Linked DNA regions of Gossypium arboreum: region 1 is linked to region 2. A link is a contact called in public Hi-C data. All regions are on one chromosome and are shown on one strand. The core of a region is the stretch at or near the end of the contact, and the rest is flanking DNA. Distances in the headings are between cores, read along the strand shown.

Region 1 (6,250 bases), core at 1,521-4,020, 150 kb after region 2:
CAGAAAATCAAAGAATTTTTTGGGTTTCTATCCCCTTCATCTAGCCTGGCTCTTTGATTTCCCCTTGCAGCTCTCCAACTCTCATAAAATTTTCTTTTCATCCATCAAAACCCACAATCATGCTTTTATTTTTCTTGTTTTCTTACACTGGTTAGAGATGAAGACAAGAATAACGACCTTGGGGCTGGCTTTACTTTAGATTTGCAGATGATATTAGTAAACCCATTGCTAATCTTACCTTACCAACCACTTTTTTTTGGGTTTGTTTAAAAGGGCCTTCTAATTTGAGATATATTTTTTTTCTAGTATAAATAAATCACCAGCAAAGGGACATGTAAAATACACTCGATGCAACCCACATTATAGTCGTTGCAAACCATTGTTTGTTGGGATTTCCAGACAGTATTGATCTCAAACTTGAAAATTATGTTTCTGCAAATGAGATGAAGACGATGGAGCAGTTTTCATGGATGAGATGGATATTGATGAATTTAAAACCCATTAATAGACATATTGAAAGATAAAAAATTCAATGTTAATTTTGTTACCAATTGAGAGATAAAAAGAATTAAGAAAGCTAAAACTTTAGTCTATGATTAATCACTATAATGATGAAGATGATTCTTGTAATGATGAGATTGCAGTCTATTATTAAATATGTATTGGATTTAAATGTAATTATAACGAGAATAAAAATAAATATTAAAGATATTAGACTAAAAATAGTACATAATTGAAGTTTTAAATTAGTTTAATTTTATGAGTGCTATAAATATGTCACATTATAAATTTAGTAATAAAATCATAATAAGTATCATAATATTTCTATTATTGCTGTAATTAATTATTGTTTATCTTAATAATTATTTACATTAATCCAAGTTTGTTGATAATTATTTTATAAATATTTTTAATGATATTTAGTAAGTAAATTTTTTGATTTAAAAAATTATTTTATGTATTCATATAAATATTTTAATTAATTAATTAACAGGGTTGTGTCCTAAAATACATTAACATCTAAGGATCAAAAGGAAAAAAAAGTTAAAAAGTATGATAATTTTTGTTATTAAAGGAAAAACTAATTATTATACATTTAATTGGAGACACGTGATTTTCATTTTCTTGTATGTGAGATAAGCGGTCCTGATTTCGTCACTAAACTAACTCTCCTCTCTGCCATTCTTCGCCTAGTGTATGCAACTAACATAATCATTCTAAACTCACGCCGAGTGAATAGAATCTTTGTACTGCTCACTCACTCCCTTCTCACCACGTGTAATCTTCAAATCCTTGCACTGTAAGAGAAATTCATCACATTCCCTAATTTAATTAAAACCGCTCTTCTAGCACGCTATACACGTGTCACTTAACTTATCATATTTTAAGAATGTGGGGCCACCATTGGTGTAGGACCCGCCACGGACCCCACACCCCTTATCCTCATACTTCGACAATTGTTTTTGCTTCCCCGCTTGGCTTCGAATTATCCACGTACCTAAGCCGTCAACGTTAAATGTAACGGAGATTCCATATCGCCGTTAGTCCGGCGGGCCCATTTTGGTTTTGTTTTTTTAATAATAAAAAAGGTTAATTTCAAGAGGCATCCTCAAATATGAATTTATATTTTAAATTGGTTTTCAAATTTTAAAATCTCACATTAAATGTCAGTTTGGATATTGACAATAAAATTTATGAAAGCTATTTTTTAATACATTAATTTTAAGTTAACAATTTAGTAGGTACACATATGTTTATAATTTGATTAAAGTGTTTTTAATTGTACTATTTAATATTCAAATTATAGACTAGACTGACAAAAAGACTTAATTACACTGTTTTGAAATTTGAGACTAATATAGAATTTGAGTCATAATTTAAAGATTTCTAATGAAATTAACCCATAAATAAAAAATAAAAAGCAGACCACACACAAGTTGTCGATAACACGCACCAAAAACAGACCAATGGAAGCCTTTCTTTTTGCCACGTAGGACCATTGTGCTTTTTCCTACGTGGCACTCGTATTTCTTCATAAACAAATTTCAAAAAAATAAAATAAAAATAGAGCACGTAATGTACTCATCTGCTTCACCCTTCAACTCGCTTCCTTCCTTCCACAGTGTGGTTGCTGTGATGAAGATTTTGTCATTTTTAATAATTAAATTGAAAAATGCTTCGGTATAATTGTATAAAGAAAAAAATTCTTATAAAATTTTATTTTATCGTTTTAAATATGACATTATTCTAAAGAATTAATTTTTATAAATAGTAAAACAAACATAAAAAATACGTAAATTATATTAGTCTATAGTAATTTTAATGTTTAAAAATTAATTTTAATTCATCATTATTGTATTTTATGAAAAATCGATAAGTTAATTCAATTATTGTTAAATACCTGAATTTGTTGTATATAAATTATTCCCAATTTTCAGCAAAAAAAAAAATAGAGTGATGAAATCAAAATTACACCCTTTCTACAAATGAGTAAAATTGGATTGTGACAAAAGATTGGTGAGAGGTAAGTTTGAGGCAAAAGATTTCAGAAAAAATAAAAAATATGAATATATTAAAAAAAGAATGAAAATGTAAGTGAAGGTGTGAACGGTTTACCTTACCTTCAACAAAATTATTAATAATTAAAAACCCAATCCAAAAAAAGACTAAAATAAAGTCACTCTCTTTGTGACCCAACGTTTTTCTCGATCCTGCAACTCTCTCATAATCGTAGGATTGAATATGGATCCACCTGTTACAAGATCAGAGGGGGACTGAAAACACTGGTGTGGGTCACCCATCAACGAAGAACTAGTCTTAGGTGGGGTTTCCTTCTTACCGGCTATAACCGGTGAGGTTTATGGTAACTACCAATACGTCCGGTAAACGAGGTCAATGTTATAAGGCGCTGGGGTTTAAGCAAAAAGTTGGGTGGTTTTCAGAGGGTTTTCGGCTATCTGAGAGAGAATTAAAAAAGGGAAATTTATAATTTTTTTGGACAAGAAATTTTTTTTAAAAATGAAATTTAGAATTGTGTGAGAAAATCTCAAATGGGTTTTGTTTGGAAAGCACATTGAGATTTTTCTTTTTGTTTTGTCGGGAAGATAATGGGATAAAAAATGGAAGAAAGTTTTCTTTTTTTCTGCTATGAAGACAAATTTTTCGAATCTGTTATTTTCTTTATGTGATCTTATGTTTGGCTGAGAATTTCGTATATTGATCCAACATTTCATTGTTTAAGAGGTGAGAAAAACGAGCTTTTGTTCATTTTCTTTTGCGAATTCGCCCCAGGTTTTGATCTTTTTCACGGGTTTTCTTTTGGCGTGTGTGTGTTTGGTTGCCGACAAATGGTTAGAAAGTGGAGGGAAATATACGATTTGAGTGGTAATTTCTAATTTGAGGAGAAAGTTGATTAATGGCACCGACGTTATATTCTTTTTAATCTTTTGTAGTTTCTATGCAATCAAATGCATGTACTTTTTTCACCCTCTCTTTTTAGTTTTCTTTGGAAAATTCTTAAAATTTGTCACCTTTTAACGTTGAATTCTTTTTTCTGTGGGTAATAACGTATTCGATCTGGGATTTTGGAGGCAATTTGTTGGAAAAGCCGAAGAGATGATTTCATATTCTTTCCATTTATCAGTTATTTCTAAAATTTTCATTTTTGGGTTTTTTTCAAGATGAATCTTTTTTCAGGGTTTTAGATCTTCATATAAGAAGAAATACAAATCTAAATTATGTTGAATTACTCATATAGACGCCTGAATTGGTTATTTGGGATTGGGGATCTTTTTGTCAAGGTTTTTCTTGTGGTTTAAGGGTTCTTTTTTTAGTTTAATTTGCTAATTACCTCTTTGATTTCTTCTCCAGTTCTTTCTTTTGAATTTGTAAAAGTTTGATGTTTTGAATTGAGAATTCAAAAAAAAGAAAACTTTTTTTTTTAAATGTCACATCATTCCTTGAATGTTAAAGTTTCATAGAAAGCCCATTTTAATGGATTATTCATTTCTCATTAGATCATGTGGATATTTTTTTAAAGTTATAATTCTAGGACAGAGCCCTTTGCTTCTGGTTTTACTCACAATTGTAACAAAGTCTCTATATTGTTTTTATTTTCTTTTTCAATTTTTTTTCTTGGGGGGGGGGGTGAATGAATGGAGTTGGAGGCCTGAATTTCTATGTAAAAGTTGAAGATAACCAGTGAAAGCTTGAAAATCATAAGCATAGCTTGTGGTTTAGATTTAATTTTGATGACTTGTTGTGGATCCAAATGTAGTGGCTTTGACATATACATGTTTCCATCTTGTAATTACTTTTTATTGGTTAAAGGATTGCGTTTTGTTTTGAGAATGAAATTTTATGTTCTTTGAATTTTATTCCTTAAATGAAAGTAAACTTTATAATTGATTATACATTAAGTATAAGTTCATTTAGAATTAACTCTCCTATTCATCTCCTTTTAGGGTCTAAGCTGATTTGAGATGAAATACTTGTGTCTCTTGGAACTGATTCAAAGGTGTTGGTGAATTGCATATGATGTGTTCTTAATGTTATGGTCTTTGAAGCATGGAGTTGCAGAAGAGGTTAGATTATGGATTCAATGGCTATCAGGTGCCTGCTACTCCACGAGCAACCAGATCAGCCAGGGTAATATATATATATATGTATTACTATGATGGTATTCTATTTCATATTTACCTTTATTTCCTGTTGCAAAAACACTGATCTCTTTTAAATTATTGTTGTCACCTTATTTGTAGAAAAGGGTTCCATTTAAAAAGAGAGTTGAAGACAACCGAATAAGTGCTTTCGACTTACTGGCCACCGTAGCTGGGAAGTTATTACTAGATAAAGAAAGTACTCCTGTCTTTAGTAATACGTCAAGTGCTGAAGATCCGTCTAAAGTTGAAAAGAATACTGTTAAAGAAGAAAGGCGGGATGGAAGCCAGTCATCGAAGCTAGAAACATGCGATCAATACAGCAATGATAGGGAATTCATAGTTTCTCAACTTGTCTCACAAACTAATGACCTCAGAAGCTGTAGTTTTAGAGAATCACCGAGCCTTAAAAATGACACCCATTTTGGACTTACCTCTGTTGTAACAACTTCTGATTGCTCAGAAAGATCTGGTGTTCTGAAGTTAATGAATGGCAAAATCAAGAATGAAACGGGATGTTTGCCTTGTAAGGTAGAGACTGGTCCCTTTCTGTGCGGGGCTTCTGGTGGTCGTATTAAACTAGAGTTTGAAAATAAAGGGCCTATACATGAGGAGCTGGATCGAACTGATAAGTTATCTATTAGAGAAGTGGCTGATACATGCCCCTTAGAGGATCCTGTAGTTGTGGATGGTAAACCTCCTCTTCTAGTTAGTTCAGATAGTAGTGGCAAGACACATTCATATGGGTTCAATAATTACCTTAGCTCTTTTCCCGGTAAGCGAGATGATTTAAAGGTAGTTAGTAGAGATGATGATGAAAAATCTTCAAGGTGTACTTACCTTGGCCCCATAAAGAAACCATTTAGGCCAACACCACTCATTGGAGACCGAAGAATAAGGAAGACAATGACTTCTAAATACTTGAAAGTTGCTCCGAGATTGAATGATGTGACACTATCCAATTCTGGTACGCGGCTTCTTAAAGTTAAAATCATCTTAACTTTGAGTAAATTGTTTGGCACAGTTGAATGGGGATATTGACAACTATGTAATATCCTTCAGATGAGAATTTGAAATCTGCTTACTGCGATAGGAGTGCTTACAAGCGCATAAGATCCGAAAGGAACTATCCTTTCAAAAAAAGGAAGTTTTTACACTATAGCTCAGTATCAAATTCAGATGGAGGAATCAGCAGTGAGGGTATTTCCGATTCACCTGAGCAGAGCATCAATGGAAATGCTTCAGGCGTATATCCAAAGATGCGTGGAGGTGATTTCCATACTTTTTCACCGTTACTTTCTTGGTGTTTTAGCAAACAACAGCAGCTTTGCTAACTGTTTCTAAATCTTTATTTAGTCACTGGAGAATCACCTTCCCTAGCGGACCAACGCAAATCATTCCACTCTAGGGATTCTCACGGTATGAGAGCCTTTGATGGAGTGATTCATATGTACTGTTTTCACTTATTGACGTTCAAAGAGGTTCTTATATCAAAATATCTTTCCTTTTACTCAGTGAAGTTTAGGATCAAATCTTTCAGGGTGCCAGAATTGTTTATTGAAATTCCAGAATCTGCAACTATTGGTTCATTG
Region 2 (6,450 bases), core at 657-3,156:
CTCTTCTGATTGCAAATCCAGTTATACTAAGAGATTGAATAAAACGTTGTTCACCATCTTATACTGCAAGCAAACTTGCTTAATACACTCGTAATAACATGTTATACTAAGAGAGTAAAAGTGATTGAAAGAGTTGATGGGTCCAAAACAGTAACTGTTTCTTTTCCCCCAAAAGAAATTAGCTAATATAAACAATTTAATATCCCAGGGTTCTTAAATAGAATAATTTCTTGACCATAGTAAGTTCAATAAGCAAATCAAATTTGTCAACATTTCAGGTGAAGTAGATAAAATAAGACGCCTTTTGAAACAAGAAAACAAGATAATTATATGTAGCTAATTTCTGATAACTTAGCAGGACAAACGGCCTATACAGATTACTTGTAGAAAACTTTATCTCAGAATCACTATATGTTTAGCAAATCAGGTTGTTTGTAGGTAGAATATTGAACTGTAATTTACATATAATGGTATTTCTATAGTCATCCTTCAATTATTGATTACTCAACCTAACAAATAAGGTGGTGGAACACTTCCTGTAATCAGATTTCGAAATAGTAAAAAAAAAAAAAGCATAGCCAAGCTACTTAGACAAATCCAGAAATGGTATAAGGATAAAAGATGTTCAAGTTCCATGAAAAACAGCCTTACTCTAGCATTTAGAACTCCTGGAATCAAAGCAGTAAATCATAGGCATATATTAGCAAACATTACCTGACACTGAACATCAATCCCACGGTTCTTGTATTCAACATAAAGGCACCTAGAGAATTGATCAATATACCTGAAACAATCCGAGAGAAAGATCAACTTTAGATGCTAAAAGCTAGAAATCAAACCCCAATTAGCTTTGCAAGTGTCAAAACACTTACGCCTTAGTAGCAGCATAAACAGCATAAAGTGGATCAGAAGGGATGACAATGGCAGCACCAGACCCAATGTTCACAATTGCGCCTTTCTTTCTCTTCACCATCCCAGGCAAAACAGCTTGAGTTACCTTTGTGGTACCTTCAACATTAACCTTAATCAAATTCATCAACAGCTCCTCATCAACCTCGTGGAAGAACCTGGCATAAGGATATGAAATCCCAACATTGTTAATCAAAACCCCCACATCCAGTCCTTCAATAGTTTCTTTTATCTTCTTCACGCCTTCATCAAGATCGCCAGTGAAGTCGACAACAACTGTCTTGATCTGAATCTTGGCATACTTGGCCAAGATTGAATCGGAAACGTCTTTGAGTTTATCAGGATTACGGCCCACCAAGACAAGATTAAGCCCTTTCCTAGCCAGCTGAAAGGCAAATCCTTTGCCGATACCATCAGTTGGTCCAGTAACAAGACCCCAGGAGCCATATTTTTTGAGATTCTTACCAGGTCTAAGAAAATTGATCCAGACCCATTTCAGAAAAACAAATGAAAACTTAAAGAGTGATAAAGAACCCAAAGTGAAAAGGAAAATAACCCAGAAAGGTTGAGCCTTGAGAGTATCGAAGAAGCAGGCTTCCATGGATTACGTAGAGGAGAAACTTGAAACTTGTGTGAATACCAAAGAAAGAGATCTAAGGGATATAAATAGAGCGCACGATAACGAAGAGGGGAATCTTTAGCAGTTCCGTTAGGCAGCAACAGATGGGATTCAAAAAGAGAAAAAGGGAAGGATTGATTATCTATAAATGAAAAAATAAAATAGTGGGTGAAGTAGATGAGCTGAAAACCACCTTCATTAACTACTTAGGAGTTTGACTGTTGAGGGGCTTTGGTATTTACAGGAAAATAAAAGCACAGTGGAGGAGAAGAAACGTGCGAACTAGCTGATTTAAAAACAATGGTTTAATTGCTCTTGGGCTACTCCCAACGGTTACCCTTTTTGCAGTTTAGTCATTCAATTTCCATAATAAACCAAAAAAAGTCATTTACCTTGTCATCCCTTTGGATAGTTTCCAGTACAAACGTTAATAATTTTACCAATTTGCTTACATTTAAAAAATACAATGACTTAAATGCTCTGCTGTTTGCTCCTCTTTTCATATTATAGGGACTAGTGGGATACTTTCACCTAAAAATATATACTTCATTAAAACACCCATACTCATAGTCAATTTTCTTTTAAAGCCAAAATAAAAATTCACCCCCTAAAATAAGGTAAATGCGTAAGCATTTGATCCAATTAAATGAAAAAATTTTAAATTAATTGAGGTGACGAATTTTATTTTATCCCATTTACTTATAGGATGTAGGTGTTGTTTGCAGTCCATGTTAATTTCTTCTGATGGTTACTTGTTTTCCATTTTTCTTTTCAAAGAACAGAAGAGTAAATTTAGGACTGTTTACAGCAGGTGTGATCGTTCAACTAAATTATAGATTACAGGAGCAAAAAGAAATGTAACAGGACCCAAATTTAGAATGCACCCAATTTTCTTTTTCTCACTCACGTTCGAATATTAATCAAATACAAATGATTGAACATGGATGCCTAAAGAAAAATGAAATGAAAATTAGTCAAAAATGAATATTCTCTTCTCGCATGTAAACACAAAACTCAACTAGTGAGGGGCAAAATTGAAACACACTCATAAAAACAATATTGAGATAGCAAATCCAGTTAACCAAACTTCACTTCTAGAACGTATGAAGCCCTGTAAACTGTAATCTAGGAACAAGCCTATCACTTATGAGATGCATTAATCCCCTGGCTAGGCACCAAATTCAATCAGTGGGATCTGGGAACTGAGACGTGCATTCTAACCAACTAGTAGCGGAGTCCAACATTGGAGCTGAAACACAATGGTGGTTCTTCTGGATAGAGTAGTTTCCGAGCTCTGGGCTTGCTGGATGACAACATACAAGATGAACTTCTCTTACCGTTGGTGATCTCGGGAGAATTTGGTAATCCGGGACTAGCATCAATACCCAAGTTTGTAGTCCTGTGTTGGAACTTCATTTAGCGTCTAATGAAGGCAGAAAAATTGTTTCAGTCAAAAGAGACAAACGTCATAATATGAAAGAACGACTAGTAAAAAAGTTGAAATATGAATGGATGTCATAAGAGTTAAACAAACTTCCCTCAACATAAACAAAGTGAAGTAACTACAAACCTTAACAGCTTGCCTCAAAAACGCAACACTTCTTTCGCGTGCTTTCGTCTTGCAAACTACCTCGTCCTGCTCCTGCAACAGCTGTTCGAAAAGGATCTCTCTGTGTATCCAAAGGTTCAGACTTCGGTAAAAACATGCATACAGACATCTCCACAACAGTAACAATGGAAAGGGGGAAGAAAGAGAGAACAACATTCATGTAAGTGCAAGAATTTTGCATTAATTATTACTGCAAAAGCACATCTTTCACTCGTACATTCCTGAAAGTTGAATTAAATAATGTCAGATGATAGAATTATTCCATCATTACCCTTTTCTGTTTGTATACATCGATTTGCAATCTAATTTTTGGGCAATTAAAACACCAATATCTCCATGACTAACATTATTTCAAGCGCTCATATAAGAAAAAAATGTCAACCACAACTACCGAGAGGCAAATAACCATTTTTTTTTTCATTTACCTATTCTGCAAGTTGAAAACTAAAACATGATATACTTCAAAAACACCATCAACCAAAAGAGACATACTTGGTACAATATTTGTATAAAAATATTATGGAGGTTTCCTTTTGTATGATTGACCTGAACTGATAAAGAGGGGGGAAATATTTTAGATTTGTCAGAATAATAATTTTAAACTTAACCAGCAGGAGAGTTAAACGAAACAGTATTACCAGAAAGTGCATTATAGCCTTTGGCACTAAGTCTTGAATGTTCTTCCGGACTATATCAAAGTAGGATTTCTGTTAGAGAATGGCCCTCCATGCAGCTCATGCAACAAAAGAGAAATTCATGCACGTAAGAATTCATGCACATAAGTCTTGCGGATGAAATATGAAGAAGTAGCAGCTGCAGTATTGCCGGATGAAATACATGCAACTGAAGTTGTTAATGCTACTGTTTCATCTCAGTTTCATTTTGTTACTTTTTAACAATGTTTTGTAATTTAGTTCATTTTGAACTATGTTTGGATGACAATTGATGTAACTTGATAGTAAAAGAGCTGATTACCAGCTTTGCCTAAGTGTGCAAGTCAATTTCACCTAGTTCCAATGAATTAAGTGGAGTTAGGTAATGTTTAGGTGATGTATTTGTTAGTTTAGACCAGCCATTGTCTGGAATATGTAATAGCTTCATGCCAAAGTTCAATGTAATGAAAATTCATTAGAATTTCATCAAAAATACTCTCCCTTTTCTTTGCTTTCAATTCTATTCTGTTTTTCAAGTTCAAAGTCACCAGACTTTGAAGTACTTCAAGTTTTTCTTCATTCTTCATCTGAATTTATTACGTTGTTGTATAAGTTCCAGATTAAGCTTCATACTTCATCCGGATAAAGTGTCCCAAAACACTAACAATTTCACAAGTATTCTGGTGATAATTATTTCTGTAGCTTCATTCTCTGACATTTCAAGTGGTCTTAAGATTGACGTAGGCTGAGATCACCAAGGGAAAACATGAAGGAAGTGAATTTAGGACAGGCAAGATATGCTGCTATAAAGAAAAACAAAGTCATCAACACTTTCTCACACACAAGTGCAAGGCTTTAAAATGTATAGATACCTCTCTCAGTTGGATTGTTGATGACATATTCTCTGCATCATGAAGAGTTTCTTCAGGAGATTCAGTAGCTGCGGTCCCTCTAGATGATGCCTGGCTCCCAAATATTGAAGAAAAGCCCCAACTCCTTGTAGATAAACTACCACATAAATAAAAGTTACCTAAGTTGATGCCTATTAGTGAAAAGCCCTAAAAAACTGTCCATGCGGAGGCCTATGGGTATCATCTATATGAACGTCACAAACTCGCTTAGAAGATTCAGAAAAAATGGTAAAACTATTTGTGGAAATATAAAATTTTTTTAATTTTCTATAGTGTTAAATTTAGATCCTTCCTTCCATTGTTCTTGGCAATGTAAATACTATATTAATGAGTTTTTTCTTTGAAGCATATAACACAGAATAGTGCTGCAGTCTCTGCAAGGGACATTAACCATAAGAATAAGATGTTCCAACAGAATGTATTACAATACAAACCCATCTCATACTAATCTTCAGCCAAGTGGAATGTTATCATACATACACAGATCTTGAAATTGCAGTGCACTGTTGATACACTGAAACATTCCGACCCGGATCAATCATAAACACACAGCCGGAATTTCATATTTTCTTTTCAAGATGTAAAAGAAAAAAGCATCATATCTTCAGCCACTGAAATTTTCTTATCATAAAAAGATCAGTCAGTCAGTCATACTAGAATCATGTGAGAAAGAAAACAAAAATGAATGAGAAACAAACAAACTTGGACTAGTCTTCAGTTAAGAGTAAATTACCAGTTAAAACATTTGACTGAGGATGATTTCCCTGCCAAAATGCCATCATAGATTAAATGCTTAAAAAGTAAATGATAAGCATGGTTCATATTTCCAGATGTTTACACTTCTTTCCTCTTTTTTTCCCTTTAAAGAAAATTAACCCAAGTCTACCACCAAGATGTTACATCAGTCTGAACCATGATGCCACAATTACCCTTAGCTTACAATTTGTCCTCACAAAAATATTAAGGGATTCCTATGTGATAAAGCATAATGGTATTCTCCTACTGTGTTAGAAGGGTTTCACTTGCATATACGAACAAAGGTCGGTCTGATGCATTGAAGAGCAGTACACTAAGGGTCAACCGTTCTCACTCAAAGTAATTGAAGCATGCATTCAATGCTAAGTATATGAACTAGATAGATCAGGATAATTGCTTCAAATAATCAAGGGCTGAGAATAAGACTCAGTTTTAGTACTTCAAGGAGATACATCTAGGGGCATGAATGGAGCTTGTTTGTTAGGGTGCTCAAAAAGAATATTCATCTATTACAAACTAAGATATCTTCACACAGACAGGGAAGAAACCTAATATATCATAAGACAAAGCCTGAAGCTTGGAGAACTTTATGTTCATTTCTAGCAATTTCCTTTTTGCCTACTTCCTCCCCAAATGAATTCTTACAAACAAAAAAGTAAAATAAAAATGTAAAAACAGACACCTGGTTAGAAACACTATTCAAAACCGATCGACGAGCAACAGTTTGGGAGAACTGGCCCTTGTCAGATATAGGTACCTTTTCAGCATCCGCTCTCTCTTGAATGATAAAAAGATCAAGTAAATGTGTCTATATCATGTATAAAGTTAACAGTATATACCCATTATTGTTGCAGAATAACAAATCAACCAATAAAAAGAACTTGAGAAATCATGATAGAATCATGCAGTTGTCAATTTAGAGTGTTAATTATTACATGTGAATCAACCTCAGATTTCAAAACACTTATTTCTGGATGCCTACGTCTATGTCAG

The links. Hi-C and Micro-C count contacts between places; a contact is called where the count stands out from the background.
Region 1: a contact with region 2 is called in a Hi-C map of leaf, with 2.8 times the contacts expected there. The contact joins the promoter of LOC108480297 here to the promoter of LOC108483718 in region 2. A contact is called at or near these places in 2 of 5 Hi-C or Micro-C datasets (both in leaf).

Annotation. Positions count from the first base shown.
Region 1 is chr1:8,641,475-8,647,724 of ASM2569848v2, forward strand. LOC108480297 (telomere repeat-binding protein 5-like) reads left to right here and starts at 2,771. Exons shown (of 9, transcript XM_053027047.1): 1 at 2,771-3,243; 2 at 4,464-4,647; 3 at 4,761-5,625; 4 at 5,721-5,927; 5 at 6,015-6,250. The coding sequence starts at 4,567.
Region 2 is chr1:8,488,951-8,495,400 of ASM2569848v2, forward strand. LOC108483718 (very-long-chain 3-oxoacyl-CoA reductase 1-like) reads right to left here and starts at 1,907. Exons shown (of 3, transcript XM_017787277.2): 1 at 873-1,907; 2 at 715-784. The coding sequence starts at 1,510. It overlaps LOC128292221 (a long non-coding RNA gene), which reads right to left and starts at 6,342. Exons shown (of 3, transcript XR_008282256.1): 1 at 6,140-6,342; 2 at 5,435-5,465; 3 at 4,309-4,798.